4 separate regions of the Mus musculus genome follow, and regions 1, 2 and 4 are each linked to region 3. A link is a contact called in public HiChIP or PLAC-seq and promoter capture Hi-C data. All regions are on one chromosome and are shown on one strand. Each heading gives the region's core, a stretch centred on a gene start, on an enhancer-like site or on the middle of the called end of the contact. The rest is flanking DNA. Distances are from core to core; before and after follow the strand shown. Region 1 overlaps Yaf2 (YY1 associated factor 2). Region 2 overlaps Prickle1 (prickle planar cell polarity protein 1). Region 3 holds the start of Pus7l (pseudouridylate synthase 7-like). Region 4 overlaps Gxylt1 (glucoside xylosyltransferase 1).

Region 1 (2,700 bases), core at 151-2,650, 1.2 Mb after region 3:
GCCAACAGTAAAAATAACCAGTAAAAAAGTATTGACTTGAAAAATACTGTAGGACTATAAGCTCTAGTTAAAGCAATTTAAATATTGTGACCATTATTTGTCTCCTCTTTTTTGTTACAAAGCTGCAGTCAAGTTTTCAGTTGAGTTGCAGTCATTTCAGGGTCCACCAGAGTTTACAGTTAAACTTTGTGTTCATTATGGGAACCCAGAATGGAAGTAAAGCAAGCTGCTGAGGGCAGAGCAGGGCTTCGGGGATTGGAGCTCACCTGCACTTTAACAACAGTTGCTTATTTATGCGTTAGTTCTGAAGTGTCACTCAAGAAAGTGGACATGCACTGACCTCATATTTTCACTTCATAATTTGTTGGCAATGACATTGGCTATAGAAATAATTCACAACAGTGTTTCTGGCAAATTTTAATGTCTGGGTAGTTTCCATTACTAAGACAAATCTACCATAATGTCTTATAGTTGTGTATTAGAATGATATTGATCATGGCTTATGTAGTTAAAATGTGAATATTCAGAGTGTGTATATGTGTGTGATAGAGACATAGAGAGAAAAACAGAGACAAAAGAGACAGCTAGAGATAGAATCCCAGGCCTCATACATAATAGACAAGGGTCCAACAATGAATTATACCTGCTACCTTTATCCTACCCAGGTTCTTATGTTGACTGCTGGGCGTTGAACCTACAATGTTGTGCATGTTAGGCAAGTGCTCTACAGTGGAGCTGCTTCAGCCCTCAGTCCCACTCTCATCCCAGGTAGCATCTGACTGTATAGACAGAAAGCCCGGCATGACTTTAAACTCACTGCCCGGCTCAACGTGGCCTCAGACTAATGGTGATTCTTCTGCCTAGGCCTCAAGAGTGTGGGATTACAGGCAAAACACCACGCCTGGGTTTTATGTTATTTGAGAGAGTTTGTTTGTCTACCCAAAAAAGCGGCTTAAACAAAGGATCCTCCTGCGTCTTGATTATTGGGATAAGTGTGCTTCACCATGCCCAGCTAGCTACCACATGCTGTTTTTCTGTTTGTTCGGTTTTTTGTTTGTTTGTTTTTTCTTTTTGAGACAGAGTCTTTCTGTGTAGCTGGGGATGCCCTGAAACTCCTTTGTGGACCAGGCTGGCCTTGAATTTATAGAGATTGGCCTATCTGGCTTTAGCTACCTCATTTTCTCATTTGAATCTGGGATTTATTTATTTATTTTTACAGTTCAGATTGAGTCTGTGATGAAATGTTTGGTCCTGTTTTGAATACTGAGGAGTCAGTTTTGGTTGATGCATATTATAATCGTAGAGTTTAAGGTTCTCTTATTGAGCAGAGCACCCTGACCTCTAGAATTAGAAGTATAATCTGCTTGGAAGGCTTATGGCTTAGTGGGAGAACATTGGCTAATGTGTGAGGTCTTGCTTCAAGTCCTGTTGGCGCACACAGAGAACTACTCCGTTGTAGTTGAGTTTATGCAACAGCAGCAGCGCCGTGTAACTTTCACTCCGAATGCACGTTAGCCTGTTGGGTCTGTGAGAATACTGTGCATGTGCCTAATGCTCTTACTGTTAAATGAATTTAATTATATTTTAAGTTTAGAACTCATATCTAAATGGAGTCAATATTTGCTTTAAATAAAAAATTGGATATTGCTTTATTTGGAATGATGCCTTTTAGCTCTAAAAATGTTTATATAATTGCTCTTGTAACCCATGTAATACATGTAAATTCTTTGTTCAGTGTGCTCCCCATTCTTCAGTGACTTGACTTTACGGGAGAGTCTGTAACTAAAAATACTGATTTAGATGACTCTTAAAAATAGTAAACTGAGCTTGGTGTGGTAGTGTACGCTTTAAATTCAGGCGCTTGGGAGGCGGAGGCAGATGGATCTCTTGAGTCCAAAGCTAGCCTGGTCTACAGAATGAGCCCAGGATATCCAGGGATACACAGAGAAATTCTGTCTCAAACAAACTAAAACCAAACAACAGCCCTAATCTGTACATTACAATTCAAAACAGAGATCTGCTGTCTGTTTCAATAACAAATCCATGAAGGTGGATACTGGAGGAAGAAAAGAGGCTTGCTGAGTTCAGCTTGGTAGACTATGTCCAGCTTCTGGAAAGAGCGCAGTCCCTGTGGTGGAGCAGGCACAGAGCAGGCCACATAGCAGGGCAGGGAAGAAAGCCCAGCAAGCTTAGACTTCCTGCTTTGATAAGGGCTTACCCTTGTCCTAGTTCCCTGCCCTGCTGTGTCCCTGTGCTCAGCACTCAGTGTCACCACAGTGAAGACAGATGTGTGGTGAGACACACTGGAGTACACCTGGTGCCTGGAGTACCCAGATTGAATGAACTAGTCACTTAAAATTGAAATCATTCATGATGATTATACTTTAGACTTAGAAAATGGATATAATTTACCCAGAGAAATGCGCATGATAAAATTAAGTGTGAATCTAGCAAAAATTTTAGCAAGCTACTCTAAGAGACTTTGCTATTTGTGCCATGTACTAGATACTTCATAACAGTATTAAGATACAAGATCTTCATAATCTAAATTTGTTTCTGTGGAGAAGTGACTTTATATTGTTTTAGTCTTCCTTAAGTTTTAGATGAGACAGGGAAACTTAGAAGCTTTGTTTAGTTTATTTCCACGGAGTAAAGAAGAGTGAGGCCACAGGGATCTTGCCGGCTGGCGCAGGGGGCTGG
Region 2 (2,700 bases), core at 133-2,632, 1.0 Mb after region 3:
CGAGGGAAATACACAATAGAATTTGTAACCACTCCTCTTACGTTGGCTACTTTTACTTGACATCCGGGCTCCTACTGGATTGTCACTTGTCTCCTTAATTTTTGTTTTTTTAAATTTTTATGTGATTGGGTATTTTGCCTGCATGTGTGTATGTCTGTACACTATGTGTCTCTGCCTGGTTCCCAAGGAAGACGGAAGAAAGCATCTTGGGTCAGATGCTCTCTTGACACATATACGATGATGGAGAAGCCATACAGCTGCAGGCTGGGATGTGTGGTTCTTTTTAAATGAATGAAATGGTGAAAGGAGCTAGCTAGTTTCCAAGAAAAGAGAGGGGTGAGAAAAGACAAAGGAGAGGCATGGAAGTGTTAACACTTCCTGTGGCTTAGAGGCCGCATGCGTGGATCACTCCTAAGATAATCCCTGAAAAAGTACACCAACTCTGCCAACCTCCAGCTTGCTTCTCCCTCTGATGGCTCTGGTTCTAAGGCTCCTTAACTCCTTGCCTCCTTGCCTCCGGACAACCGGCCCTAAGGCTTCATACTGCATTTAAATATTTAAATGCTAATGGTAGCAGGTACTGTGGTCACACCACCCGGTAAAACTGGAAGCTAACACTGGGATGAAAGTGGATCTCTGCTTTCCTACAATTGTGGTACCCTTTATGTTGTCGAGAAAGTTTGTTGAAAGGCTGGACTAAAACCTGTGTGAGTTTGTGGTTTAAAATGGGGACATTGCATCCAAGTGACATGTCACACGATTTACCCCCATCAGGATAGGGACTCATCCCACATTCTCAGAGAGAACAGCTCTAAGAAGGGATTTAGACCTTTGGTTTAGGAGGCAGAAAACATGGTCTCTCACCATTTGCAGAGCTTTTGTTTTATTTTTCTAGTTTTGAAAATAGAGTAGCATTTAATTTTTAAAGGCTCTTTTTTTAAAAATATTTATATTCTGTTGTTTTCCTCCTACCCCACCCCCCAGCCAGGTTTGGCAGCAGACAAATGCTCCCCGTTTCAAAATTCAGGTTAAATTGCATCGAAAGTAGCAGTTCTCCTGGTGAGAGCCCATGAGTTACTAATTAAAGTCTTAACCCCTAGTCTCTTCCTTTGACACACAGGGGCGGATCTTACAGGGCAAAAGGGAAAGACCCAAGCTGTCTTCTGACTTTCATTAACACGTCCCCTTTTATTGAGGGGGTGGAGGAATGCACCTCTGTTTCCAGTCTTTGCTAAGACGTGAATTGTCTGCACCTGTGTGCCACGGCTGGGTCAGAGGTGAGAACCCCCGCCACCGTGGAGTCGGAAATGAGGCTGCCTGCCCTTCTGTTGGGGTGCCTGAAAGCCCGTTTACTGGCTGGGGCGGTATCTTGCTGAGTCACCATTTCTCCTGCAGGAATGACTGCAGCCATGAGGCAGGTGCTCTTTTAACTCTGCCCCTTTGTGAGCTGTTCTCAAGTTCGAAGTTTAAAATGTCCTTGGATATTTTGCTAGCGGTGTATTTTAACAAGTGACTCCCCCGACCCCACCAACACTAAGAATTTAGTGTTGCACTGAGAGAATTGCTGAAACATCATTTTACCTCGGTCTGGGATTGGTTAGGATTTAAAGACAGAGGGATTAGGCTTTAACTCTTCTTATACAGGAGGCATTTGCCATCCTGGAACCCTCTCTGTAAAGTGACTGGATCAGACTAATAATTTAAAAAAATATATTAATATTTATTTTATGTGCGTTGGTGTTTTGCCTGCATGTATGTTTGAAGGTGCCAGGTCTCTAGAATTGGAACTCTAGCCAGTTGTGGGCTGCCATGTGGGTGCTGAGAATTGAACTCAGGTCTTCTAGAAGAGCAGCCATAGCCCTTAACCACCGAGCTATCTCTCCGGCCCCCTAACACACAAACTTCTTTATATTAAAATATGTCAGGATCAAAACGTTTAAAGAAAACTGGAATCGTGAAGGTTCTTGTTTTCCTTCTTAGTGCCTCGTGTGTGAGCGATGATTTTTAAGAACTATAAGACAAAGGGATAACACACCGTGCTACCAAAGCCAACATCTCAGCCTCAGGACCACTCCTTGACACCTTCAGTACCCTTTTTCTGAGACAGCTTTCTTATTCAGAAATTTAACACCTCACTTTGACCAATAGTGGGGCTGGTTCCATTTCACACTCAATAAGCCTTCCTAAACGTTGGTTGATAATGAGATTAAACAATCAAGTCTCCAAGCTGGACCCATCTGTGACCTGGCACCGTATCCAGTATTCCGAGGGGATTCGCTGACTGCCTGTCCTGGGTGTAGAAGTTTGATGTCAGGGATTAGAAGTTTAAACTGTACGGTTTACTTCAGGGATAACACTCTCGGCTGTCTCTGCTGCCTCCACTGGAAAACTTGCTTAGGAAATCTGGGGGACTGAGCAGGGTCTCTGCGGCCAGCTTTCTGGGCAAGGCAGAGCCCAGTTCCCCACTTCTGTTTAAACTCTTACACCTCGCAGGATCTCACGCATAGGTAAACAAGTCAAGCAGAGCCATCCCCTTACTCGAGCAAGAAGTATCCTTTAAAGGCAACAGAGAGCACTAGCCTGGTGGCCCGTTTTCTTTGGTACTGAGCTGGTTAAGGGAGTCACTTCCTAATTGCCTGAGTGGCACGGGGCCTGAAGTCAGCAAACCCAGGCGTTTGGTTCACTGTCTCTGAGCCCATC
Region 3 (2,700 bases), core at 138-2,637:
AATTTCTAAACACTGACATACTTCAGTGGCCACTAAAACGCTTTGGGTATACTAAAATGTATAATGTCATCCATTCACCAAGACATGTCCTATCTGTGACAGATATTAATCCAGGTGCCTGAAAAATAAAACGTTAGGAAGAATAGGGAGAAAAGGGAGGCAAGAACACAGGGGAGTTTTATTCTAATGATGGAAGAAGGTAGCAAGCTGAGAATGCATTTGGCAGTCTGTTAAACGCTGCCTGCGGTGGTTTGAACAGGAGGGGATTCCATCGTCCCTCATTTGAGTACTTGGTTCCCAGTTGGTGACTTGTCTCAGTTAGGGTTTCCATTGCTGTGAAGAGACACCATGACCAAGGCAATTCTTATAAAGGACAGCATTCAATTGGGGCTGGCTTACAGGCTCAGCGGTTCAGTCCGTTGTTGTCTGCAGTGCAGTCAACAGAAGTCTGTGCTACTGTAGAGTGCGAATTCATCTCCTAAGTTGTTTTGTTTGTTTGTTTTTTGTTTGTTTCTGTTTGAACAGGGAACACAACAAAGACAAGACTGGGAGGCCCAAGTTTGGCCGGAGTGATCAGATCAGTCTTGAAACATGTAGGAAGCAAAAATGTTTAGCATGAAAATAGGAGAATTAAAAAAAAAAACCCTGAGCTCTTTGGCATACATCTTGAAGAATTACTCCCAGAAACGGAAAAATCGATTTTTTTTTTTTTTTAAATTTCCTGCTTTGGGGCCACTGTGTCCATTCCGAAAGCTAATGGTGCTTTCTTGCTCTCTTGGGAATGCTTTTCCTGCCCCTCTCTTGCTTCCAATCTGTCTTGCGCTTACCTCTCCCTCTACCTGTTGGACTGTCTGACTACAGCTAGCTTCCTATGCTCCCCATAGCGAGCAAGCGAGACACTCCGGCGGCAGAGCAGCGCACAGAGGCTGCGGGGCTCCCCAAGCCTCCTCTGCCCGAGTGCGCCCATTTCCTGGTTCTGGAGCGAAGCGACTGATCACCAACCCGGCCCGGGACAGAGGACAGCGGAGAGATCGTGGCTTGAGATCAGCCTTCCTCATACAACCTACTTCCTCTCGGACGTCCCTCGCTTCCTGGACAAGGCGATCGGCGTCCCGCCACGGTCCGGCGAGGACTCGGGGGTGGAGGACGCAGGACCACCAGGCGACTTCAGACTGCCTGCGATCGGGATGCTGCGGGTCACCGGGGCATCATATCCCCCTGTGGGACAGGGAGGGCAGGTCAGCTAAGGGTGAGAGTATAGGGGCGGAGCCAATCCGGAAGGCCACGCCTTTCCCTCCCCGAGCTCCACCCAGGGAAGAGCTACACCAACCGGAGCCTGTCCCTTTAAATGTCCCTGTAAGAGGCTAGGCGGCGGAAAGGCTTCTGGGCATGCGCACTGTGTCACTCGGCGGACCACTTTCTCACGGAAGCGAGGTAGAGCTCACAGAGTCTATTAGGATGCCGGGTCACCGGTGGATCCAAGACTGCTGGACCGGGGAGGGAGGCGTGGTGGCGGCGCCCAGGGAGCGGGGTGGGGTTGGGGTGGGAGTCCCTCTGCAGCCTCGGCTCGCCCCGCGGAGCGGAGGAGGAGCTCTTGCCACCCTCGCCCCCACGTGCCCTGTCTGCCCGCCTCTTGACTAGCTGCTTGACTGCCATGCCTTCGTGCTGCACTGTCCCCACGTGTAGCCTGGAAAGCCGTCCTATGGTCTTTCTTTTCCAACAATCCCTAGGGTTCCGAGGACCCCTGTGGACTTGGTCAGAGCTGACTGCTGATTTCCATCTGCCATTAGAAACAACTCCACGGGGGCAGATGCCAACCTTTGACAGGGTGTTCACTATCTTTCCTTGTCAGCATTACTTCAGCTGTATTCTCCCTATCCCCTCTGCTCTGTGTCAGGGCTTCCCCCTTCCCCCCCCCCCCCCCAGTGCCCGTCTTGATTGTACTTGCACGTGGTATTTCTACCCCGCTTCTGTCTCTTGAACTATTTCCAAAGTCAAGTAGCAGTTTATTATATACCATTCCTGATTATCATAGACAAAAGTTAACACTTCTTTCTTTCTTGTCACCATTAACGCTCTTACTGTGTTCTACTTGTATCTGTTCAACTAGTATCTACTGCAGACCTACTATGTCCTTGGTGCTGTTCTGAATATGGGCTAGTCAGAATTCTGGCTCATGTGGAACTGACACTTTAAGTTGAAGAAGATGGACAGTAAATAATGAACACATTAGCTAGTCATGCTATACAGGAAATTAAATCAGTTTTTTTCTTTGTGTGTGTGTGAAAGAAAAGAAAACAGGTTCCTAAAGCTTATAGATGAATCCTATAGATTAGATTATTGGTGGGTGAAAATGTCTGAGGATGTAGATGATCAATTACTTGTAAAGTCTGGGAAATACAAGAGCTAGGCAGTGAAGCTGCTCTCTCAGGGCTCCGTGTGTCGTGGAGAGAGTAGATTGTGTGAGGACTGTGATTCATTCCCTATAGAATTGGCCTTGGGCCGCTGCTCCAAGAAAACACCATGAGACTTTCTTTTCTTCTATGCCAGTGACTTGGTAGAAATTCCCTTTCATTAGCTTGAGATGTTTGTATCTTTCCTGTAGAGAATTTAGAACAAGATGAGGGACCAGGACTGACTTATCCGACCTTGAAGTGTACAGAGAAGTTCACGTAACTATTTATTATAGACTTTCCTTTC
Region 4 (2,700 bases), core at 138-2,637, 1.3 Mb after region 3:
CTGTCTCGGGGGTTTCTTTATCTGTACAGTGGAGGGTGATGTAATATGCCCGTGCTTTAGGCCTGTCTGCTTAGTGGCTTAAATGGTTGCTGATCACCTCATGCGGAAGAGCTGGGTTTGGTTCCCAGCACTAAGATTTGGAGGCTCACAGCTGCATGGCGACTCCAGTTCAGGGCATCCTCTGATCCTCTGCTCTTCCCCCCCTCCCCCCCACAGGTGACTGCAGGAACACAGCACATACAACATTACTCAGGCACATACACATACTACACAGTTTAACTAAGCAAACAACCCTACAAAGTCCAGTTTACAGCACGACACCTACTGGTCAGATTTTAAAATAAGTGTGAGGTGAAGTTAAGTAAAAACATGGATTTCTGGAAAAAAAAAACCAACACCACAGGCTTTCCCTCCAATGCTTATGTTTTTATTTCTAGTTAGGAATAATTAAGCTCTGGGGAACTAAGAGTTTATCTGTGTTATATAATTGCATTTTTCAGTGAGTTCTGGCAGATCAGAATTTACATTGTTCTTTGTCCCTTCTATATATCTGTTTAAATCTTCATATCTTTATGCCATGCAGAATTTTTTCCCCTTTTTTTCCTCCTGTGTTTTTTTGTTTGTTTGTTTTTTGTTTTGTTTTGAGCTCCTGGCTGTTCTGAACTTCTCTGTCTGCCTCTGCCTCCCGAGTGCTGGGGGGAAGCCGTGTTCCTCCACGTCAGTGCCGGTGCTGTCTTCAGTGTGGGCAGAGTGTTGCTTGCTGTCGTCACTAGTGTGTGTCAGCCTTTCCATCAGTAATGTACTGCAGGGTTCTCTAGAGGAACACAACGGATAGAATGAATTGTCTCATTAGATATATATGTAGAGCATATATACATACTATATACTCACTATATACATACAGGAGTTATTAGTGACTTACAGGATGTGCTTCTGATAGTTCAACAATGGCTATCTACCAACCAAAAGTCTAAGAATCCAGGAGTTGTTTGGTGCAGGGAAGATGTGTCAGCTGGTCTTCACGTCGGAATCCTCAGGATGTAGCCGGTAATGCGGTGAAGGATGGGCTGGCCATCGGGAGTGAGGTCAAGCCTCCTCCTTCCACGTCCTTTGTATAGGCTGCCAGCAGGTGTGAAGCAGATGGAAACTGAATGGCTTCCCACTTCAGATGGTTTCATTAAGAAACCCCCCTCACCAGCGTTATTTGCTTGGGTGTCAGTTAACTTCAGGTGGAGTCAAGTTGACCCCAGGAGCCGCCCCCACACTTGGCGTCAGCTCGCGCTGAACAGTGGATGCTTTGTTTCGTTTGCTCTTAGGTTCTGGGTGGTTCCATCTCATGGGCCGTAAAGCTTTCTTATGCGGAAGCAGCTTGTCCACCGGCCTGCTCTTCTGCTTGCCAGACTGTGTTTGCTGATGTCGCGCCAGAAGATGGTGCTGTAAGGTTATCTGCTGAGAACTGTTTGACTTCTCACTGACTGCATTTTGAACTTGGTAGAATTATGAATTTGCTATTGCAAAAAAAGTGGAAATAATTTAACACTTTGATTTTAAAACTGGACAGTAGAGCTGAAACTCACTACTGCTCTTAAAGTCCTCTCAGCTTCCTGAGAGGTTCCGCCCCCCCTTCCTGTTTTCTTTCTGGTTTTAGGCCAGCTAGAGACACAGCTCTGTGACGATGTCATTCTTCAGCATTGTCACACAGGAACTTGCTGGGATGGCTCTATAGCATTTACTGATTTTTAAAATACATTCATGTATATTTTTCTTCCTAGTTTTTCTGTCTTTGTAGCAAATGTTGCCTTGGTTTCCCCTGCTCAGTAACTTTGGGCACAGATTATAAATTTTGGGTCTTTAGCCACTTGGCTCGCAGTCACTTTCCTTACAGGTTGTTCCTTACAGATCCTTGGACGTGGCTTCATGGTTCTTACATGCAAACCTAAAGAGAACCTGTTTATAATAAAGGCCCGGCTTATTTATTTCCTGGCTGACACTGTTCTTGCTGTTGTTATCATGCAGTTCCAATCTGCTGCATCACAGGAGCATTAAAAACAACGAAGCTCTGTTTTGTTCTTTGTATCTCTTACTGCTTGGTAAGCAGGACACTCTGTTGTTTAAACTGTTGGGTACACTCGCACTTTGTGTCCTGATGGTGTTTGCAACGTTGAATCTTGGTTTTCTTGCATGTGTGTGCATGTGTGTGGTATACACACGCTATATATTTACATGGATGCAAAGACCTAATGATGTTGAGTGTCTTCTTTAGTCACTCTTGACTGAAGTAGTATCTCTTGATGATCTGAGGGATTTAACCAGTTATGGCTCGGCTAGCTCACTCTGAGCAGCTGCCGTACCTGCCTGACTTTACCTACCTCCTGAGGATCTAAAGGCTGGCATCTGCACTGTGTGGCAAGCACACTACTCCCCAACCCACCTGGCCAGTGCTGCTGTCCTGATTGTGAGCCTCGCCTTCAATGGCCGACCTGGCTCCAGCCCTTTTGCTTTTTTTTTAAATTATTTTTTAAAGATTTATTTATTTTATGATGTGAGTCCACAGTAGTTGTACAGATGGTTGTGTGTGTATAGCCTTCATGTGGTTGTTGGGAATTGAATTTTTAGGACCTCTGCTTGCTCTGGTTGACTCCACTCGCTCAGTCCTTGCTCGTCCTGGCCCAAAGATTTATTATTACACATAAGTACATT

Evidence for each region. Promoter capture Hi-C pulls out the DNA fragments that hold promoters and counts their contacts. HiChIP or PLAC-seq counts read pairs in DNA pulled down with a chosen protein or histone mark.
Region 1: a promoter capture Hi-C map of 3T3-L1-derived adipocytes shows a contact between it and region 3, with 8 times the contacts expected there. The contact joins the enhancer-like site here to the promoter of Pus7l in region 3. A contact is called at or near these places in 10 of 39 promoter capture datasets (the 3T3-L1 cell line, 3T3-L1-derived adipocytes, the C10 cell line and 5 more), 4 of 115 datasets of contacts at active chromatin or transcription factors (embryonic forebrain, embryonic stem cells, large pre-B cells and 1 more) and 2 of 9 other capture datasets (adipose tissue and liver).
Region 2: a contact with region 3 is called in an H3K27ac HiChIP or PLAC-seq map of thymic regulatory T cells, with 10 times the contacts expected there. The contact joins the enhancer-like site here to the promoter of Pus7l in region 3. A contact is called at or near these places in 11 of 39 promoter capture datasets (the 3T3-L1 cell line, 3T3-L1-derived adipocytes, the HPC-7 cell line and 7 more), 12 of 115 datasets of contacts at active chromatin or transcription factors (the NIH/3T3 cell line, acute myeloid leukemia, cardiomyocytes and 9 more) and 4 of 9 other capture datasets (adipose tissue, embryonic stem cells, liver and 1 more).
Region 4: an H3K27ac HiChIP or PLAC-seq map of double positive thymocytes shows a contact between it and region 3, with 9 times the contacts expected there. The contact joins the enhancer-like site here to the promoter of Pus7l in region 3. A contact is called at or near these places in 11 of 39 promoter capture datasets (the 3T3-L1 cell line, 3T3-L1-derived adipocytes, the C10 cell line and 6 more), 1 of 15 datasets of contacts at CTCF or cohesin (large pre-B cells), 5 of 484 Hi-C or Micro-C datasets (3T3-L1-derived adipocytes, B cells, CD8 T cells and 2 more), 8 of 115 datasets of contacts at active chromatin or transcription factors (T-cell acute lymphoblastic leukemia, bone marrow-derived dendritic cells, bone marrow-derived macrophages and 5 more) and 3 of 9 other capture datasets (adipose tissue, embryonic stem cells and liver).

What each region holds. Positions count from the first base shown.
Region 1 is chr15:93,318,496-93,321,195 of GRCm38.p6, reverse strand. The region is part of intron 2 of Yaf2 (YY1 associated factor 2); the gene reads left to right. Among named protein-coding and RNA genes, the nearest start is that of Yaf2, 17 kb to the left of the region's middle. Within about 2 kb of position 1,400, at least 65 of the 459 cell types and tissues checked have an H3K27ac peak or open chromatin away from gene starts, as enhancers often do. A contact at or near this core is called in 3T3-L1-derived adipocytes, the HPC-7 cell line, adipose tissue and 1 more, where this site is marked.
Region 2 is chr15:93,512,708-93,515,407 of GRCm38.p6, reverse strand. The region is part of intron 1 of Prickle1 (prickle planar cell polarity protein 1); the gene reads left to right. Among named protein-coding and RNA genes, the nearest start is that of Prickle1, 82 kb to the left of the region's middle. Within about 2 kb of position 1,382, at least 51 of the 459 cell types and tissues checked have an H3K27ac peak or open chromatin away from gene starts, as enhancers often do. A contact at or near this core is called in the HPC-7 cell line, embryonic limb bud, epiblast stem cells and 2 more, where this site is marked.
Region 3 is chr15:94,542,194-94,544,893 of GRCm38.p6, reverse strand. Pus7l (pseudouridylate synthase 7-like) reads left to right here and starts at 1,387. Exons shown (of 9, transcript NM_172437.3): 1 at 1,387-1,434. It overlaps Irak4 (interleukin-1 receptor-associated kinase 4), which reads right to left and starts at 1,234. Exons shown (of 12, transcript NM_029926.5): 1 at 1,068-1,234.
Region 4 is chr15:93,250,673-93,253,372 of GRCm38.p6, reverse strand. The region is part of intron 4 of Gxylt1 (glucoside xylosyltransferase 1); the gene reads left to right. Among named protein-coding and RNA genes, the nearest start is that of Gxylt1, 23 kb to the left of the region's middle. Within about 2 kb of position 1,387, at least 50 of the 459 cell types and tissues checked have an H3K27ac peak or open chromatin away from gene starts, as enhancers often do. A contact at or near this core is called in CD8 T cells, adipose tissue and double positive thymocytes, where this site is marked.